Regions from separate parts of the Gossypium hirsutum genome. Here regions 1 and 2 are each linked to region 3. Evidence: chromatin contacts called from public Hi-C data. All regions are on one chromosome and are shown on one strand. The core of a region is the stretch at or near the end of the contact, and the rest is flanking DNA. Distances in the headings are between cores, read along the strand shown. Region 1 holds the start of LOC107916558. Region 2 holds the start of LOC107916524 (squamosa promoter-binding-like protein 2). Region 3 holds the start of LOC107938547 (histidine kinase 3).

Region 1 (4,328 bases), core at 1,622-4,121, 720 kb after region 3:
GTAGGAAATACAAGCTGAATTAATGGCAAGTATTCACCTGATGCTGCCTGCAGCGAAGGAGGGCAGTCACTGTTTTAAAAATGACATACATTGGCAGGATAATTCCGATGGTCCGAAGTAATATCGACTGTAAAACAAAAGAAGTGATAAGTTTATAAGTCTAAAAAGTAAAGAATCTGATGGTATTCTTTAAATGCATGGGGGAAAAAGATGGCTTACGATAAATAATGGGAAAGAGAAGTCATCGCTTCCCCTTAGTAGGACAGGAAGAATATGCCGTAAAACCAAAAGAAGCATGAACTGCAGATTAAAAGCACAACGAATTAGAAAAAGAACTTGAACATAAATATAGTCACACAATACTTTGTTTTTTTTTTTTTCTTTTTAAAGATTAAAGCATGAGTACAATATGATATGGCAGTAATGTTTCCCTATAATATCATACAATTCTTATATGTCAAGCGTGTCCAAATCTGTCGGACATTGATAAGCAGCGGCATGCCATGTCAATCTAACTAGTAAAAAAAGACCAAGGGAGAGGGAGAGAGACTTACAAGTATTGCAACCATACGATAACCGGTTAAGCTTCTTGTAGTTGAAGCTAAATATTCATCATAGCGAGAATCCAGTAAGCTGTGATCTGTTGAGACCACTGCTATAAAGCCAGAATTGTTTAACTCCCTCCTAGATATCTCCCAATTGCCCCTGATTTCATAATAAAAAAAAGAGAGGCATAAAGGTTACTTATTCATAAAACTCTAGAGAAAAATGAAGCACTTTAAAATCTCTTAATCTGACTAGAAGTTCTTAGTTAATACCTAAAACAGTTAAATTTCAAACAAAACTTACCTGAAGTTCATTGGAATACGCCCAATATGAAACAAGGGAGGTGGCGCGGTATAACCTGGCCTGAATTGCTGTAATGCAGAAGATGTATGATCACATAAATTTAGGTAAGAAACTATATATCAATGAAGAATTCGAGCTCCATACTACTATAAGAAATTGGAGTTAGAAGGGGAAAAAAAATGCTTTAACAAGAACCTTGGGTCGTGAATGTAAAATTATGGTACCTGATGGCATATTTCACAGGTGGTGTTGCCCTTCTCATTGCACCATCTCTGTACACATCTGCGATGCGCATACTGTAATAAAAATAAAACGGGTTAGTAGAAAAATCAAGCTTCAACTAATCAAACTAGCTAAACCCTTCAGAAGGAAATGCATATTCACAGGTTCCCCTAGACTGGATTCTTTAAAAAGATTTACTGAAAATGAATGAGTATTGAAGGATATAGGAGCCCGATTGAAACTGATGATGTATTCAAACTTCTAAGGAGCAAAAACTACACAAAGTTCATCACATCATTTACCTAAAATTGGAAACAAAATGTTGTCAAAGTTGCAAGGCGCACTCTAGGCACTAGAACCCTTATATTGCATGAGGTGCAACTTGAAACACAAAAGTGCTCATATGAGTGAGTAAGGCGATATATGTATATGTGTAAGGCTAAGATATATAATTATAATAAGAAACTCTAAAAGAGTGATCTAATTTATCTATAAAACATGCAAAAGTTTCACTTATGTTATCAAGTGCGGCGCCATGAGAACACTGCAAATCATTATAGTGAAAAATTTGTGTGGTTATCTTAATATACATAACATTACAGATATATTCAAATTCTGAAAAAAGTATAGTCAAGTAAGCACCAAACTAACCTTCAAGCTGCCACAACAAGCACAAGGGGTCTCCATATTCGAGTCTACATCCTCATCTTGGCATATCCTACATTCAACAATTCCCCCCAGGGAGGATAAATTCAACTTTGGAGAAGAGTTGAATACCTTAGTGTCATCAACCACTGGTGCAGTGGCCTGAAAAGACCGGTTCCGGCTTTCAATTGCAGCTTCCAATGTGGATTCAGTTATCAACCGGTCCACTAGTAATACAAAATGATCCCCCATAATCAGATACAAAAATGAAAACTCAACAATCAGCTTTAAACAAGCCAAAGACAAGGCAGGAACAGTTTTGATCAAGTTCTCTTGTTTAATTTCCTGCTGTGAACAACAACTACAAATGATTAGAAACAATAAAAAAACTTTCAAAATTTAGGTGTTAGTATATAAGATTTAAGTTCATATAAAGCCCCTCTCAACTGCGGAACTGAAACCAGGAGAATTGGGGACACCCTAACAAGTGCATGTAATAAAGTATGGACAAAAGCACCTCATAGAAAGTTAAGAAGAAATTTTCTCAGAAACGAACAGCATCAAAAGCTCGACATATTGGAGCAAATACAGATATAAAGTTAAAAAGTTAAAAAAATTTTGAAAAGGTTAAGCAGAGGAGGAAAAGGGAGAGACGAAAAGAAAAAGAGGGGCTTTTTGACAGGCACTTAATACAAATGCCTTCAGAAAAAGAAAACCCACAAAAGCAAACAAATTGGCATGAAGCCATTGAAGAAAATACATCCAAAAACATTCTAAAGAAAACAGAATGAAGAAAGGGAAGTACCCAAAGAAGCCAAAAAGACAAAAAGAAAGGAAAAGAGGAATGGGAGGGAAAAAGGTAGCAATAACAAAGGGGGCAAAAAAGAGAGAGTGCTTTACGATTACAAGAGCATTAAAGCATAAAAGAAAAGAGGAAACTTACAAGAAAGGGATCGTTTTTCTTCAAGCAAAGGGAGCTTCTTTTTTGGTTTCTGTGAAAAATAAGGTATGGGGTTTTGAGGTAAATAAGCATGCATTGGAATGAGGTGTTTCAGTCATTATATATGGGATTTCATTTCTGTTATGATTTTGGTGAGGGGGGAGGAAGATTCTTGAGCCACCACCCCGCATTTCCCGTTTTAATATTTTAAAAACGAGTACAGGTTTTTGCACTCTTTCTTAATTATATTGGGTCAATATTGGCGGACTAAGATGTAGACTTGTTCAAGTTGAGCCAGGCCCATTTAACATTCTCTTTCTAAATTGAATCCCAAATAAGGCAAATTCTTTTCCATTTCTTTATGGGAAAACACTATTAATTCCACTCCATTCTTAATTCAACTATGGTCCAACCACCTAATTAATCAAACTAGAAATGGAAATTTAAAACATAAATATTTGTTTAAAAGTAAGATATATACGACTGATGTAGATAACAAATTGTATATATTAAAATAAATGTATAAAATACATCAAAATGAATGACTAAAATACTCTCGAATAATAAAAAGATTTTAATTACAAAAAAGATGTTTTTTCATAATTTTTTTAACCCAATTGAGAGCAGTCAATGGTTTTAATAAATACTATAAAATAATATGAAAAATGTAAAATAGGGAAAACCAAAGGAAAAATTCTTTTTAACTAAATTATAAACACATTTAAATAACAATGACATAAACATTAATGATAGATTACAAAATCAAATTAAATCTGTTGTGTTTTTGAGTATTTTGTTTAGGTTTGTGGAGACGTCAGATAGTTCTGATAAACAAAACTATTTTATTTGCTTTGCTCTGCTGCGGGCTAAGTAGTCGGCTAGGTTTTTTATTTGTCGGACTGTTTACCTAATTTAAACTACTGTTCATTATAAAATATTAAGACTTAAATGTTAAATTGAAAATTGCAATCATTTCAACTATTACTTCAAAGCTAGCAATTAATTAAACTTTTCAAATATTTTTCTTATAATAACATTTAACCTATTATTTCACGTTATGTTTAACATGAAAACTGTTGTATGTGTCGGTTTAATTGATTTTTAAATAAATTTATGAGCTCTTAATTTAATTTTTAATTATTTTACGATGGTTTAATTATTTTTTAAATACAAGTGTCAAACAAATATGTTGCGACAAACTCCAGTCGAGCTCTTTTTAAGTTTAGATTATTTCGAGTTCAGATCAATTCAGGTTTGAATATTCTTGAGTTAAAAGTTTGTGTTGTTTTAATTGATTTTTTAAAATATATTTTGAAGCTTTCTATAATATAATAATAGTTGTATACATAGTTATATACTATATTATTATATTGTGAAATAGTATATCATCTTTTGTTGTTAGCTATTAAAACTGACTTACCTAACCAAATCGAACCAGATCAAGCAAATCAAGTGTTAAATTCAAATTTTATTTCAATAATAGTTATGTATATGTTGTAACGACCTGATTTTAAACAGTATTGGAAAACATAATTTTAAAATAGATTTTGTAAATTAAACTAGTGAATTATTAACTGAAGAGTTGACGTATCTAGTATAAGATTATAATATTGAATTATCGAGCAATTAAATTGAGAAAGTTGTTAATTATGATACAGGGACTAAATTGCAA
Region 2 (4,213 bases), core at 115-2,614, 740 kb before region 3:
TAACTTAACCAAGGATGCAAAAAAATCATGGATTAGGTCTAAAAATTCGGAGCAAGAAAAGTAGTACAGCTTTTCTCCTTTCATTCTGCAGACAATGACATGTTAATAGCATAATTCCAAAGGATCTCACTATTCACTCTTGTAATAAGTAAGCCTACACCATCCGGATAAAAAGTTTCACTTCAGTCCCAAATAAATAAGTGTGTGCATCAAAGCGCTCCCTAAACTTGCAACACTTGGACCAAAATCCTAGAGGAGTTTACCCTTATCTATCAACCCATCGGAAACTAACTACCAGGTTTTTGCACCATTAACAATAGGCTCTCTCTCACCAATTATTATAGGAAGCAGTAACAGTTTTCAAGGGGTAAAAGAAAAAAAAATCTGACGATTAAACTTCGCTGATGTTACCGTACTCTAAAAAATTTCACATCTTCAATAATTCACTTCAATAATTCAATTATCCGGGCAATCCCACAAAGTAGGTCCCTGACTGAGACCCACAAGAGACCGATGAATACTTGAAAAAAAATTTTGAATTAAACCCTAATCTACCATAAATCAAAAGTTATAGCCTTAAGAAGGGAAAAAGAAAGGTACCCAGCAACCTCTTCGTAGTTCTTACTCCTACGGAAAATATAAGAAGCAATCAACAAAAAAGTCAAATACAAGAAATGCATCAAAAGAGAATCATTTCAAGAAATGAAATTATACTCATAAGTCGTAAATTTATTTTGCATACAGAAGTTAGTAGTTCCGCACTGAAACAGAAACAGAAATAAGAAAACTAATTTCTTTTATAGAAATCATGACAGAAAATAAATTTTAGAAACTATCTGCTCCCTTACCAGCTATCAGCCATCACATCTTTATTCATTTTATAGTAAATAAATTTCAGCCAGAAATATAAAGTGAAAAACAAAAAGAAAAACTGTATATATAAAGAAAACGTAGTCGTTTTCCTTCACTTTCCCCAGAAAACTAGATACCAAAAGGAAAGTAACAATAACGAATTTATTGTTTTTTGAAAATGCATACATAATTTTCTTTTCATATTACCTTTTCTAAAGTTCAAATAATTGATATAATAATAGAAGGTATGAAGAAACTAATGTATCAATCTGAGGTGCAAAAACAAGATGTTTCTCCATTTTTAGAAATTCTAGTTCCTCATTATCACTCTCTTTATTAATCTTTTAAAAAAGAAAGAGAAGAAACTTACTGGTGAGTTACTTACGATCGCCCTCAGCTGAGTCTGACTCGGAGACTGAAAATAGAGGAAAATACAATGGCAGAAACAACTAAAGCGGAAAACAATACCTTCGCTTTTTGGGACGGAAGCATTTTCTTTCCTTACCGTTTTATTTTCTAATTTTATACATTTGAAAATCTGTAGTAATTAAAAATAAGGACACGTGGCGGTAAGAAGTACTTAATAGTGTTCGTAGCGAGCCAGAAAGGAATTTTCAACCGATTCACTTGACTCGGCTATGACGAGTCAACTCGACGATGACAGCTTTAATTCACTTCTTATCCACTTGGATCGACAGCGTGATTGGAAACTACGGCAAGATAAAGATTGATTGTGAAATTAATTAATTAAGTATTAAAATGTGTATTAAATTAAAGATGACGCTGCAATCAATTTTTTTTAACTCAATTTAAATTATTTAAAAAATAATTCCCTTCTGCAATCACTATCACCAGCTTAATTCTCATACTTAGAAGGCTTTCAAAGCTTGGTTAACTTCTCATAGGATTAAAATGACTATTTTAGTTCATTAATCTCATGACATATTGATTTTCCGTCTCCTCCTTAATCATTTCAACTCAGCAGCATGAAAACTTTTCCGAATTCTACGAATCAGCACAGGCAGGGCGATAGGTTCTCCTTGTTGGAAGGAAAATGTTAGCGGAGAGGTTAAAAACAATAGGGACGATGTTCTACAATGTAGTCACTACATAACCCTGGTTAGTCTTGAAGGAAAACCTCTACCCTGTGTGATATACTGCCATGGGAACAGCGGCCGCAGGGCTGATGCTATAATCTTTGCAGCCTTCAAATATTAGCAGTTTTCACTCTTGATCTCGGTTATCCATAAGAGAACATGTCACCCTCACCTTGGCTTGGAACGAAGTAAGCCGTTACTTATGCATTAACATTTTTGTTGATATTGATGGTGGTTTAACATCGTACTACACACAATCAATCTGTCATATAAATTGTTCTTCCAAGTGTTGAATTGTCAAACAAAGAAAATATTTAACATCTTTGTGTGTCAAGCTTGTGGATGATTCCATGTTCCGGCCTTACCTCATAAATAGTAGAAGAGTTGGGTTTAGTATTATCTGATTGTGATTCACAATGGTTAGCGAGAAGAAAACCAAAAAGCGGCGGATTAGAAGATCCATTGGTGACTTTAAAGTTCATATGCATTTGGAAGTGTACTTTCATTTTGCATGGTTGTGGCTTCTGTTACATATGACTTGCTTCTACCAGTTATGGCTATTTACTTGCTTTGTGCTTTTGCTTCTGATTTAGATGGGTTATGAGGCCACCACAAAACCAAGTGATGAGAAATTTAGCATAACTAATTGCATTAAAGCATTGTATAAGATACAAGACATTGAAGAGTGGCTCTATTTTGAATCTCTTCGAAGACCCCACCCTAAGGAAAACCTTTATCTCTTTAGAAGGTGGGCAAGATAAGGCTGACATGCTCGCAAGACAAGTGTGAGAAACATACGATGACTGTGTCTGAGGTAAGGGTGGTTGCATCACAAGTGCTAGGATTTTGACTGCAATTGTTTAATCTTAGGGAGCTTGTTTGTTCAAACATTGGATGTTCTAGTTGTAGGGTTACCGATGTTCACAGGCACGTGTCTACATGTAATTTTGAAGATAGTGGAATTGTGCTTTTGCATTGGGCTACATTCATTTGGTTAATGGTGACCACATTCATCTTCCTCGACTGTTTTAAATCTGTGGCTTCCCCCAAGGGAGTCAGGTCATCAGCTGAAGGGTGGCTTCTCTACATTTAAGCAATAGATTTAGTGTTGAAGATACAAATCTCAAGTGAAGGTCTATTTGATTAAAAAAAATTGTCAGCTGAAGGTACAAATCTCAAATGAAAGTCATTTTGATTAAAAACAAAACATGAGGTAAAAAAATGTCTTGCTAAAAGGTTAACAACTATAAATTTAGTGTTATTCCCTCGTAATAATACGAGAAAAAGAGTAAAATAGTGAATTACCAATTTAAATTTTTTTTAAGGTAAATTGAGTTTTTCAGTAATATTTGGAAAATTTTTCGAGATGAGATTCGTGTAATATTCATATATATATAATATGTAGGAAAAATTATTTTTATGGGAATTTTGAGGCATATTCTCAATAGGTAAAGGTAGAGAGTTGAATTATAAAATTATGGTTTCATATTCTACTCTATGAAACCTTTAAAATGGTATATCATATGCTCAAAATGGTTGAGTGATGAATGAAAAATGGCTTAGATCCCACATTGGTTAGATACCAAGTGTGAGATGTCTTTATATATGTGAACTCTCTTAAAAGATTATTGAATGATTAAGTTTGTAACCTTGCCTTGTGCCCAATGAGGGAATGTAGGTCCAAACTTGATAGAGTTAAAGCACACTTACATGATATAGGCAATGTAAAATTTGCTTATATGAAATTTTTAAATCAAATAGATTTTGTGGATTTTTTTTCCAAAATTCCAACTCAACTAGTTCAGGACTCCATTTGCTAGCCTCGCAGATAATTTCATTACCCTCGCGGGCAAGGTCACGTCCCTCATTACAAGCTTGTACACATGCTTCTAAAGCTACTCGATTAGCTACGGCACTCGGTGCATTTCTCTAAGGGTGTCCTAAAGTTCGTCCACCGAATTATAGTACAGAATCATCTCCAAAGATCTCGATCAAAGCAAGCATATGCCAAACGTGAATACCCCCGAAGCTACGGGCAGAACACCTGGCATAGCAACCCAATATTGAGTGAAATAAATACCACGGCTTTGACCTTTTTTAATAAAATCATCATGTGTAAATCAACAAAGCCCAAAGTTATGTCCCTTTCTCCCTCAAGTTTACCTACTACTGTACCAGCGTGAATATGATCTCCGCCAGACATGCTTATAAAAGGCCATGATTTTTGAAGGGTTTTATAAACTTATATTCTCTGATAATTTCTT
Region 3 (4,354 bases), core at 1,398-3,897:
TTTTTAAATAAAAAATGATTTAAGTAATATATTTTATAAAAATAAAAAAAGTTACTATGCGGACCTCTTCAATTTTTTAATGTCAGTTAATTATTTAAACTAAAAACTATAATCAAATTGAGATAAAAAAAGAAGAAGAAGAAGAAATTACAAAACTGAAAAAATGAAGTGAAATGATAGAATTAAGTTTTTTTTTTTTTAAGAACTATATTTTGATATTTTTGTTCTTATATGAAGCGAGCTTTTTACTCCAACTTTTAACGTAGAACGTGGCAGGCAGATAGACGGGTGTAATAAATGAAACCCCACGGGTGCCACGTAATAAGACGAAGACCCCTTACAGAAACGACACGCAGTGGAGGATGATTGGATAAAGGAAAAGTAGAATAGAGAAGCGGTGCGTTGACGTGGGACATCGCTTTCGCAAAATGGAGTAGTGAATTAGTGATGGTCTAATCAACTTTCCTGACATTGCCGCCCTTCTCTTCGCCACTGCTTTCTACACTTAATTACTGTTTTGCCAACAATCATTAGAATTTGTTATTTATTAATCCATCTTCATTTGAGAGGAGAGAAAAATTTGAAGAATGATGATTGAGCATGTTTCCGAAGCTGGAAACTTAACACAGCCCTGTGGTCTCCCTACATTCTCTTTCTCCTTTAGCCACAACAACTATTATCTCTTTCATTTCCAATCCAATCCACCAAAATTAGTTTATATTTTAAAAAGTCAAATATGCATGCATTTCTATTCACAAAAGCGAAGGGTTAGTGTATTAAATATTTAAGTTTAACATCTATCATTCACAATTATATAATTAAATAAGAATTAATTTTAGTTTCTATTGTATCAATTCTTAGTCCGATCGTATTGTAATAGTTTGATTCTACTTTTTAATTCTTTATACAATTTATGTTGTAATAATTTGATACTTGTGATTCTTTAAACATGTAATTGTAATTGAATTTGAAATTTAGTTTTTGTACTTGTATTTTCAGAAATTTATTCTATCTACTTTTTAAATTTTAAAATTCAAGTCCAACTGTTAATACGGTTAATTTTTTTAGTTGAATTCAAGTTAATTACATTCTTTTTTAATAACATGGCTACTAAGTGAGTACTTTTTTATTTTAAAATGTCACAATAATAAATTTAACCTAAAAAAATTAACAGTATTAATAGCTGGATCTAAAATTTGAAATCTGAAAAGTAAAAAGACTAAATTTCTATAAATACAAGTATAATGACTAAATTCCTAATTTTTGAAAGGTACAAGGACTATTGGCACATTTTAACCAAAAAAATATAATTAGATAAATTAAAAGTTTATGATATACATATAAAATTAATACTTAATTCAAGATAACAATGGGTAAATTAGTCTTTATATATTTCATTCTTTCATTAAATTTAAATTTATGCTATTAAATGTTTATTTTAACATTTTATATATAAAACATAACAATAAATTTAACCATTAATTTTTACACATTCATTGATTTTTTCCCTACTCTTTTGTTTGAACTAAATTAACCATCTAGCAATTTACTATCAACTTTTATCATTTACATGACACTACTTTATCTATATTTTATTACAACAAAAAATTCTAAAATATCGTAGAGCATTAGTAAAAATTAGGTTAAAGACTTGTGTTGTTCATAAAATTGAAATTTAGTTTTTGTATTTTATTCTTAAGAGTTTGATCTTTTATTTTTTAGATTTTAAAATTTAAATTCAATTGTTAATTATATTAATTGTTTTGTTAAATTTATTAATGTGACATTTTGAAATAAAAATATTCACTTGATTGCAATGTAACTAAAAAATAACATTCTAATGAATCTAAATTTAACACAATAATTTTAATAATTTCAATAATTAGACTTAAATTTTAAAATTAAAAAGTATAGGGATTAAATTCTAAATTTATAAATATTAGAGATAATTATGGCATATTTTAAGCTAAAAATTATGATTCCAAAAATTATAAAAAAAAAGTGTCAAAAGATTATAAAAGAAGTTCTAAATTTAAAAATAAAACATAGATGTGATAATAAGATAAAATAGTACTAAAAATTAAGGGTTATTTTGCTTCAAATAAAAAGTATATGCTAAATTAAAAAATAGGGTATAAAAATTAATGACTAAATTTTGTTATTATAGAACAATTTTTTGATATTTTTAATCAGATAATTTTAATAGAAAAATAATATTTACCGTATGAAAGAACCCGAGTTGTATGTTTAGTATACCCTAAATTCAATAATCCAAAATAGGAATTATTGCTACCTTTAATTCAATGAAGCAAGTTCTTAAAAACTCTATCGTCTTCTTGATCTAATGTTTTTGACAACTTCGAAAAATTAGAGGGCTCCTAATCTCAAAAATGGGTACAAAAGTCGAATAAAAAAGAAAAAGAAATTATGTTAATTGGTATAGAAATTTGTTTTCATGCAGAGCAGCAAAGGGTACTTTTGTTATCATAAAGTACAGCCAACCCGAGAATAGAGAGTTAAAAGCGTGTAGAAGTTGTACACTTAGACAAAAAAAGCAAAAAGAAAATTTCTCATTTGTTATATTATTTTATATTTAAAGACAAAAATTAATAAAATATACTGGTAGTACCGGCACTACAGTGTTGCAGTAGTATAATATATAATTAGTGTTTGTAATTAGAAACTCAGAATCTTGTGGGGGGTTTTGATTCTTTTTTGTGGTTATTGTGAAAAAATTTCCTTTTATCTTCCTCAATTCTGGGTTTTCTATTTTGCCATCCTCAGTTAGAAAGCTATATTGCTGGATAAGATAGCATCTTTTTTTCTTTCTCTCACGGTCCAAGGCCTTACAGTCTGTCACATGGTAAATTTGGAGTTTGCTGGGAGAGGGTTCATCTTATCCCAAGGTTCTTTTCTGTTGATGCAGAATTTTACTACACAGTTTCTATAGATTTGACAGTGGGTCTCTGTCTTTAGCTGGAATTAAGAAGGAAGTAAGACCCACAATTGGTCACTGTTTCTTGGATGAGTTTGCTCCATGTATTTGGGTTTGGTTTAAAGGTGGGGCATCTGCTTTGGATGTTATGTTGCTGGGTAGCATCTATGATTTCCATGAACTGGTTCATTAATGGTGAATTTAAGGACGCTGACACAGTTCTCCTTGGTCATAGTGGTAGTAAGATGTGGTTGAAATTCTGGGACAAGTTCTCAAACTATAGCTTCAACATCCACCATCAATATTACCAGTATGTGGGTTCCAAGAGAATTAGCAAGACTTGGTGGAGAAAGCTCTTGTTTTCATGGATAATTGGTTGGATTTTGGCTTCTATTTCTATACTCTATTATATGAGCTTTCAAGCTACCGAAAAGAGGAAGGAGACATTGGCTAGCATGTGTGATGAGAGAGCTAGGATGCTGCAGGATCAGTTTAATGTAAGCATGAACCATATCCAGGCCATCTCCATTTTTATCTCAACTTTCCACCATGGCAAAACCCCCTCGGCTATTGATCAGGTAAGTTAATATCCTCATCTTGTAACTTTTAGTTAAGATAGATGATTATGCATTTCCTTTGCTTTATTGATCAGGATCGGTTTATCAAGTAATGATCTTGTCAACTTGATAGCCAAACCAGGTCTGAGTGTTTGTAGTTAGGAATTATGATCCTTCTTTTTTTGGATAACAAAGGGAACTCACTTTAATCACATCTAGAGGACTTTTGCGAGGTATACGGAACGAACTGCTTTTGAGAGACCTCTTACAAGTGGCGTGGCTTATGCTGTAAGGGTGCTCCACTCGGAAAGGGAACAATTTGAGAAGCAACAGGGCTGGACTATTAAGAGGATGGATACCCTTGAACAAAACCCAGTTCATAAGGATGACTACAATCCTGACCTCTTAGAGCCATCGCCAATTCAGGAAGAATATGCTCCTGTTATCTTTGCGCAGGATATCGTATCACATGTGGTTTCTCTTGATATGCTGTCAGGACAGGTTAGCTCTTTTACTATCTAAAAGCTTATTGAGAAACCCAAGATTCCTTGGATCACTTGTATTAAGCTTAACTCGACTGAAGATTTAATTGTACTACTTTCCAGTTAGGAGGAATAAAATATTTTCAATCTCTCAAGAATTTTGAATTCATTATTAATTACACACTTCAGTTATGAATACTGAATTTCTTGTGTACCGATAGGAGGATAGCAAGAATGTATTGTGTGCAAGAAAATCAGGAAAAGGGGTGCTAACAGCTCCATTTAGGCTACTCAAAACAAATCGTCTTGGAGTTATTTTGACATTTGCGGTCTACAAGAGGGATCTGCCCTTGACTGCAACTCCTACTGAGAGGATTCAA

What was found. A called contact is a pair of places that touch in the nucleus more often than the background predicts.
Region 1: a contact with region 3 is called in a Hi-C map of leaf, with 2.9 times the contacts expected there. The contact joins the promoter of LOC107916558 here to the promoter of LOC107938547 in region 3. A contact is called at or near these places in 5 of 34 Hi-C or Micro-C datasets (callus and leaf).
Region 2: a Hi-C map of leaf shows a contact between it and region 3, with 2.2 times the contacts expected there. The contact joins the promoter of LOC107916524 here to the promoter of LOC107938547 in region 3. A contact is called at or near these places in 7 of 34 Hi-C or Micro-C datasets (callus, hypocotyl, leaf and 2 more).

What each region holds. Positions count from the first base shown.
Region 1 is chrA01:93,327,741-93,332,068 of Gossypium_hirsutum_v2.1, reverse strand. It overlaps LOC107916558, which reads right to left and starts at 2,871. Exons shown (of 8, transcript XM_016845831.2): 1 at 2,660-2,871; 2 at 1,723-2,061; 3 at 1,074-1,145; 4 at 850-917; 5 at 555-705; 6 at 220-300; 7 at 38-127. The coding sequence starts at 2,749.
Region 2 is chrA01:94,781,920-94,786,132 of Gossypium_hirsutum_v2.1, reverse strand. LOC107916524 (squamosa promoter-binding-like protein 2) reads right to left here and starts at 1,364. Exons shown (of 6, transcript XM_016845790.2): 1 at 1,223-1,364.
Region 3 is chrA01:94,042,935-94,047,288 of Gossypium_hirsutum_v2.1, reverse strand. It overlaps LOC107938547 (histidine kinase 3), which reads left to right and starts at 2,647. Exons shown (of 11, transcript XM_016871742.2): 1 at 2,647-3,513; 2 at 3,712-3,993; 3 at 4,196-4,354. The coding sequence starts at 3,025.